Linked DNA regions of Mus musculus: region 1 is linked to region 2. Evidence: chromatin contacts called from public HiChIP or PLAC-seq data. All regions are on one chromosome and are shown on one strand. Each heading gives the region's core, a stretch centred on a gene start, on an enhancer-like site or on the middle of the called end of the contact. The rest is flanking DNA. Distances are from core to core; before and after follow the strand shown.

Region 1 (3,727 bases), core at 382-2,881, 73 kb after region 2:
AACAAAACAAAAAAACAAACAAAACAAAACAAAACAAAAAAACAAACAAACAAACAAAAAAGAAGACCTCCCTGAATCTCCCCACCCCCATCTTTGCACAGTGCTTGACAACTGCTTAGATATCTCACCTTAATGTTATGCTGGATGGAGGGTCTGAAGTAAGAATGACCTGTCGCCTCTCACGCTCCTCCTGAGTACTGAGTCTACTGGACTGGGGCAGAGGTCATTCTGTTTGGAGGCCCATACGATTGGAGATGGGCCATGGACAAAAGGTCCCTCAAGCAGTCCCACTGGGGAGAGAGCTCAGGCACGTAGGAAGAGCAAGGTGCCCACCAGGGTGTGGGTGGTGACCAGACAAGTTCCCGTTCTTTCTTTTCAGGAACTGTTGTTAATAGCCTGCCATTTCCTTGCAGCTTCTGTGTAAGCCCAGCTCAGAGTTCTTTTCCTAGAAGGGCTGGGCCAATCCCATTACCAGATAGATTCCTCTATCCACCTATGTCCCAAGGGTCCCATTCCACGACCTGCATTTGTCCCCCACTTTCAAAGAGCTGCTGAGCCTTTCTGGGAACCAGGGTTGGGCTGACGGATGTCTGCAGCCCTCGCCCTTAAACATTAGGAGTGGAGAACATTGGGGTTGGCTCTGTCCAAAAGACCTGATATACAGGCCACAGGAGGTCCGGGGTCATCTGGGGAGGGTACCATTTACCAGTTAGCTCCCTGTTGACAGGTCTGAGCCAGCCTGCTCGGGAGTTGGGCCAAGGAGCTGCCGTATACTGACAAGTTCCCCACAGGTCCGTGTGCAGGGCATCCCAGGCTGCCAGCATGCACTCTGCCTGAGGAGGTGTGGGCGGGGGTGAGGGCAATGTCTATAGAGAGCCACGTGTAGCCCAAAAGTGGTGGAGGCTGTTCGATGTGATCAGTAACCCTGTGATAACCAAGGGTAGAGAGCTCCAGCTAGCAGTCCAGGAGGAATCCCAGTGTTAGGTTTCAAACCTGGGACAAAGGGCTGAGGTACTGATTTAACTTATCAAAGTGGACACTGGCCACCAGGTTCTCCCTGCATCCCCGCTCCTTACCTGTTACAGCGAATGGTTGGTACATCCTATCCACTACCCTGAACTCTCTAGCCCAGAGCACTGGGCTGCTTTCCCCTATATAATCCAACCACTTTGGTTACCCGCTCTCTTTATACTTTTGGGCCTCCTGGCAGCTGTCCCTGATCCCCTCTCTCCCCTGTCTCTCCTCTGCCCCTCCTCAGGTCACTCCCCTGTGAGGTCTAGGGTTTGGATACTTCTCAAATATCTGGGAAGCCCGTCTGTAATCACAATGTTAAATGGGATCCCTGAGGCAAACTGGCTAGCTAAGAGTTAAATTGGTGAGTTCTAGATATGTTAAAACACAAAACAAAACAAACAAAACAACAACAAAAAATTGCCTCAGTAAATAATGTGGCCAGTGTTTGAGGCAAACACCAAACATTAACTTCACACACACACACACACACACACACACACACACACACTTTAAACAACAACAATAAAAAGGCTGGTGGCTCCTGAGGAGTGGTACTCAAGCTTGCCTTTAGCCGTCTTTGTATTCGTGTGTTCCGTGTGCACATGAGCCAACAAACAACAATAAAAGTGGTTCTATAATTCTTTCTCATGAGATAGCACAGAGGCAAAGATCAAAAGACACTTTGGAACTTGCGTGGGTTGCAGCTTTCATCTCACATTTGAGGTCAAGAAGTAAATTATCAGCCAGAGAGGAGAGCAGGCAGGAAGTAAAGGGCCAGCGGTTCTGGGGTTGGGGCACGGGGGTTGGGGGTGGGCAGTAACAGGGCACTCCAGGGCTTGTGCTATGTTCTAGTCACCAATGGAGGAGCCAGCTCTGCCTGGTAGGTCGGGGTTACTGTCCATTAGGGCTGTGTGTGCTAGGATTCCAGCCTTTTGGCTGAAGCTATGAGGGAGGTGATTGTTTCTCATAAGCTCCTGGGCCTTTGTACATCTTGGTGTGTATGTATGCCAGTGTGCATTGTACAATCAAAGGGTATGGATTTTGCATAAGCAAGTCATTGTGTGTGCTCATGAAGTCATGTGGATTATCAGAAAGAGAATGTGTATGTGTGCAAGTGTTCCAGGGACACTGTGGCCATGCGGCAGGCTTCCCCTTATCAGGAAGAAAGGTCTGGAGATTGGTGTGATATCTAAAGCAATAAACTGGTTTTGGCAGCCCCTGGGATATAACTGAATACATCCGTCTTCTCTAAAAATGATAAATCAGAGGAAATTCTGCACTGATCTATGTTAGTGCAGGCCCTGGAACTGGCCCTGGGTGAGGGCTGCCACTAAGAATCACTGCCCAGAACTTCCTGCTAACAGTAGGCAAGCAGGACTGGATAGAGCCTTAGGGAGGCCATTGAGGAGTGCAGAGGGAAGGACCAGGTCTGGTGCCCTTTGGCCGTACCCTGGACAGAACAGGCATTATTGCCCAGCACACACATTCACACTGGGTCAGAAGCTTATCAGGGCAATGGTTAATTGTCCAGGGATCAAAGCATAAACGAAACCAGGATAGTTCTAGCTTTGGGACTGGTCAAGGGAACATTTTGTGGTTTTCTCACACTGTAGCTCAGAAGAGCCTGAAACTCTCTCTGTAGTCCAGGCTGGGCTTGAACACAGAGCAGTCATCTGACCTCAGCTTCCTAGTGATGGGATTCTTGGCATGTTACTACGCTCAGCGGGTCTGTCTTTCCTCCTAACCTGTAAGCTTGCTAACTTGGCTGTATATTGGCTAGTCCTGAAATTCTTTTCTTCAGTGTAGGTCTAGAATTCTGGTGTACTGCTGGGGATGTAGCTCACTGCTTACCTAGCATACATGAGATCCTAGGTTCAATTCCCAGCAATCCCAACACTCCTCCAAGATGATTTTAGGTGTTGGATACCTTCACCTGAGCTGTTGATCAGAGATTTCCCAGAGTTTTCCCCAAACAATAGTCTACTGCCATTGCTCTTGGTTGAACAGGATGGTTTTGTTTGGTTGATTGGTTTTTTTGTTTTGTATTCTGAGACAAGGTTTCTCTGTGTGTAGTTCTGGCTGTCCTGGAACTCACTCTGTAGACCAGGCTGGCCTCAGACTCAGAGATAAGCCTGCCTCTGCCTCCCAAGTGCTGGATTTAAAGGCATGCGCCACCACCACTACCCAGCAACAGAACAAGATGTTAAAGACACAACATATTTTGTTTGTAGGACATTTAAAAAAAATCCATCTGTTACCCATCTAGAAGCTTCTTCCGCACTGGCTTTCACAGAGCTGGGTGTGCTATGCAGGCTGCTAGGGGAGAGAAATCAGCAGCAGTTTTATGTAATATACCTTTTGAGCTACAGCACCACCTTGCTAGTTAAGCTATACCCAGTGATACAATAATGGCATGGCTGTTGTGGCGGTCACCATTTACTTCCTGGTTGGATCTGAGATACATTCCACAGGAGGGAATTCACAACTAGTACTATAAACCTGGTCAAAATTCCATGGTAAGGGAGGCCATAAATTCTATGGAGGAAACTACTACTGTTGTCTTGTTACATAGACATGGTATCTAATTGCCTTTAAAATACTGATGTTTACGCCCATAGGTTTGTGTTGCTTTCAGGCGTGGTCAGAGCAGTTTCTCATTGCATCGGCAAGTTACTGCAGAGATCCACAACAGGCCAGAGTGCTGGGGATGAGT
Region 2 (3,574 bases), core at 1,051-3,550:
CCCAGAGGTTAAGATCAAATTCTATACTCGCAAAGGACCCACGTTTGAATCCCAGCACATAGCTCAGATAGCTCACAACCACCTGCAACTCCAGATCTGATGCCTCTGGCTTTAACAAACATGGGCCCTCATGTGCATTTACGCACACAAATATGTAATTCTAAAAACTAAGAAAATAAATGTTTAAAAAAATTGACTAGGGGGCTGGCATGGTGGCACATGCCTTTAGTCCCAGTACACAGGAGGCAGAGTCAGGTGGATCTCTGTGAGTTCAAGGCCTGCCTGGTTTACATAGCAAGTTCCTAGACAGTCAGAGCTACACAGAGAAACCCTCTCTCAATAAACAACCAACCAACCAGCCAGTCAGTGAACCAACAAAATGGGGCTGGAGAGATAGTTCAGTTGGCAAAGTATTGATTTGCAATCACAAGGACCTGAATTTTGTTCCCAGAACCCACATAAAAATCCAGGTATGAAGCCAGGTGGTGGTGATGGCAAACACCTTTCTTTAATCCCAGCACTTGGGAGGCAGAGGCAGGCAGATCTCTGTGAGTTCAAGGCCAGCCTGGTCTACAGAGTGAGTTCCAGGTCAGCCAGGCTACACAGAGAAACTCTGTCTCAACTCCCCTGCCCACCACCAAAAAATAGTGGTAGCATGGTGGCAGTAGAAAGGCAGAAACAGCAGGTATCTAGAACTCAAGTGGGCAGACAGCCTAGCCTAACTAGTCAGCCTCAGGCTAGTGAGAGCACTCACTTCAAAGACCCAGTGAGACAGGGCCTGAGGTTAGACACCCAAGGTTGACCTTTGGTTCCCATAAGTACTGGCACACACATGAATCTGTATGCATAAAAACAGTTACGTAAACATTCTCATAATTTTCTTTTGATCCTAAATAAGTAGCCCAGGCTAGTCTTGAATCCACTATGTGGCTGCAGATGGCCTTGAACTCCTAACCCCTCTGCCTCTACCTCCCAAGTGTTGGATTGCAGGTATGTTCTACCTCATCAGATGATACCGTTTTATATCTGTGATTCTGTGTTTATTTTCTTGGTGCAATTTCTCAGTCTGTGCGTGTTGCAGCTTCTCCAGCTGAATTACCTCATGCCTAGGTGTTCTAGGTGTTCTACTCTTTACCGGTAGCCTGAAGGTGAGCCTCTGCAGGGCCAGTGCAGCACGAGCCCGGTTTGTAGACAGACCTTGACATTTGCTGAATTGGTGAAGATATGCAAACTGTCTTTGATGGTACAATTAAAAATAATTTTCAGCAGGTTTTAGTGGCGCACACTTGTAATCTCAGCATCTGGGAGGCAGTGTGGTTACAGATGAGAATACCAACTGCATCATGAAAAATGAAAGCCTGTGTGTGTACGTGCATGCAGGTGTGTGTGCGTGCGTGCACGTGTGTGTGCCACCATGCATGTGTGGAGGTCAGAAGAAAATTTATGAAGTCTTTCTTCTCCTTCCACTATGTGGGGCCTGGGATTGAATTTAGAGTTTCAGGCTGGCTTGGTGGTAAGTGCTTTCACCCACTGAACCAGTTCATTCATTCATTCATTCATTCATTCATTGTAGGGCCTCACTCACTCTAGGCAAGCTCTACCACTGAGCTATAACCTCAGCCCTCAGGCTCACCAAGTTGCCAGGCTTGTACTTACACTGTAGACCACATTAGCCTTGAACTTCTGATCCTCCTGCATCAGCCTTCTGAATATCTGCAATGGCAGGTCTGTGTCACCAGGTATGGCTCATTCTCCTTTTTAATACCCGGATACTCTAACTTTCTAGGGTTTCTGCACGGATCTCTGGGCCACCTGGAACAGCAGCTGTTTCAAGACCACAGACTGCTAGGTAGGCTGGGAAGCAAGCAGGGGATGGGCTCGCACAGAGAGGGACCTCGTGAGCACCAGAAGGAAGAGTCTAGGATGGATCTGGGGAAGTTTCCCTCCAAGGCATACTCCCAGGGTCCTGTGTCCTGAGCTGGGGGGGAACCTGCAGTCCAGGTGGGAGAATGGCTAGTGGTTCCCCGAGTCCTTCCTGGGTGGAGCGCATCTAGGTTTTGGCACACAACCTTCAGGTTGGGTCCAGAGACCAGGCTGAACTTCAAAGATAGAGTACAGGCCTCATGTCCTCAGAGGTTAGGACCGGAGCTGTCACTTGTCTTATCATGGCCACTCTCTTGCTTTGTGGTTTCTTGTTTTTTCCCTTGTAAGAAAACCAAGATAGTCTCTCTCGACTGGTCTGAGTTCAAGTGCACTTTCCTTTGGGCCTGCTTACAGCAAAGAGCTCTGGCACTTTCTGCAAGTTCATGAGCTGCGCATAAAGGCTGCTGAGCTTGTAGACGTCATCCTGCCTCTCACAGATCAGGGCCTGATGTGGCTTATGATTAAAATGCAACTTCACACAATCGGGTGGTAGTGTTGGTATGAATGTGGAATCCCTCTATGACTGCTTCTGTGAATTGGATCTGCAGTGGGGCTTAAAAATCTCCCCAAAGCCAGGCGTGGTGGAGAACACTTTAATCCTAGCACTTTGGAGGCTGAAGCAGGAGATTGAGGCCTTCTCGGCCATCCTTGGCTACATGTGTACAGAGTTGACTCTTTCCACCTCATGCCGCTCTGTGAAATCTCTGCTTAAAACTATGGATCTATCTGTTTCTGTCTGTGGTCACAGCGTCCTCACCCGCATGAATTTTACGTTTTCAGATCACATGTTTGCATAGTGCTTATATCATTGAATTTTTTATTTGTAAATATTATTTATTTATTTATTTTCAATTAAATGAGTACACTGTAGCTGTCTTCAGACACACACCAAAAGAGTGCATCAGATCTTATTACAGATGGTTGTGAGCCACGTGTGGTTGCTAAGAATTGAACTCAGGACTTCTGGAAGAGCAATTGGTGCTCTTAACCATGGAGCCATCTCTCCATCCTGAATTTTTTAATTTTTTAAAACCACATACAAAGTAACATGTTCCCATATGGCATTTCCACACTCCTCTTATTTTTGGTCGATTCTCCCATGTTTCCTACCATCCTCCAGGCCTACCCACACTGTACCCTTCCACTGCCAGTATTCACCCCTCCACTTTCTGATTTTACGTGTCTCATTAACCCAACCCTCTCCTTTCAAACCCTCTGCCTTGGCTCTACTGGATCCTTTCTAGTGTCGTAGTCTCTACCCACACAAATATACAAATATAAGAATTAGAAACTAGGGTTTGCAAATGAGGACAAAGATGTGGCATTCCTTTTTAGCCTGGATTTCATCACTTAAGAGAGTACTCTCCGAGCTGGAGAGATAGCTCCGCGGTTAAGAGCACTGACTGCTCTTGCAGAGGTCCTGAGTTCAATTCCCAGCAACCACATGGTGGCTCACAACCATCTGTAATGGGATCTGATGCCCTCTTCTGGTGTGTCTGAAGACAGCTACAGTGTACTCATATAAATAAAATAAGTCTTTTTTTTTTTTTTAAAGGTGGCAAATGCTTATTTAGAAATAAGCTGTGGGTTCCGAGTTCTGCTCTGCTGCTGGGGTGCTGGGCACATCCTGCTTGCTGGGCAGGCGAAACGT

The links. HiChIP or PLAC-seq counts read pairs in DNA pulled down with a chosen protein or histone mark.
Region 1: a CTCF HiChIP or PLAC-seq map of CD8 T cells shows a contact between it and region 2, with 5 read pairs. The contact joins two enhancer-like sites. A contact is called at or near these places in 7 of 39 promoter capture datasets (3T3-L1-derived adipocytes, the C10 cell line, the HPC-7 cell line and 4 more), 1 of 15 datasets of contacts at CTCF or cohesin (CD8 T cells), 1 of 484 Hi-C or Micro-C datasets (CD4 T cells) and 2 of 9 other capture datasets (adipose tissue and pancreatic islet).

What each region holds. Positions count from the first base shown.
Region 1 is chr11:121,099,145-121,102,871 of GRCm38.p6, forward strand. No RefSeq gene overlaps it. Among named protein-coding and RNA genes, the nearest start is that of Tex19.2, 18 kb to the right of the region's middle. Within about 2 kb of position 1,632, at least 22 of the 459 cell types and tissues checked have an H3K27ac peak or open chromatin away from gene starts, as enhancers often do. A contact at or near this core is called in CD8 T cells, where this site is marked.
Region 2 is chr11:121,025,246-121,028,819 of GRCm38.p6, forward strand. No RefSeq gene overlaps it. Among named protein-coding and RNA genes, the nearest start is that of Gm11775, 11 kb to the right of the region's middle. Within about 2 kb of position 2,301, at least 13 of the 459 cell types and tissues checked have an H3K27ac peak or open chromatin away from gene starts, as enhancers often do. A contact at or near this core is called in CD8 T cells, where this site is marked.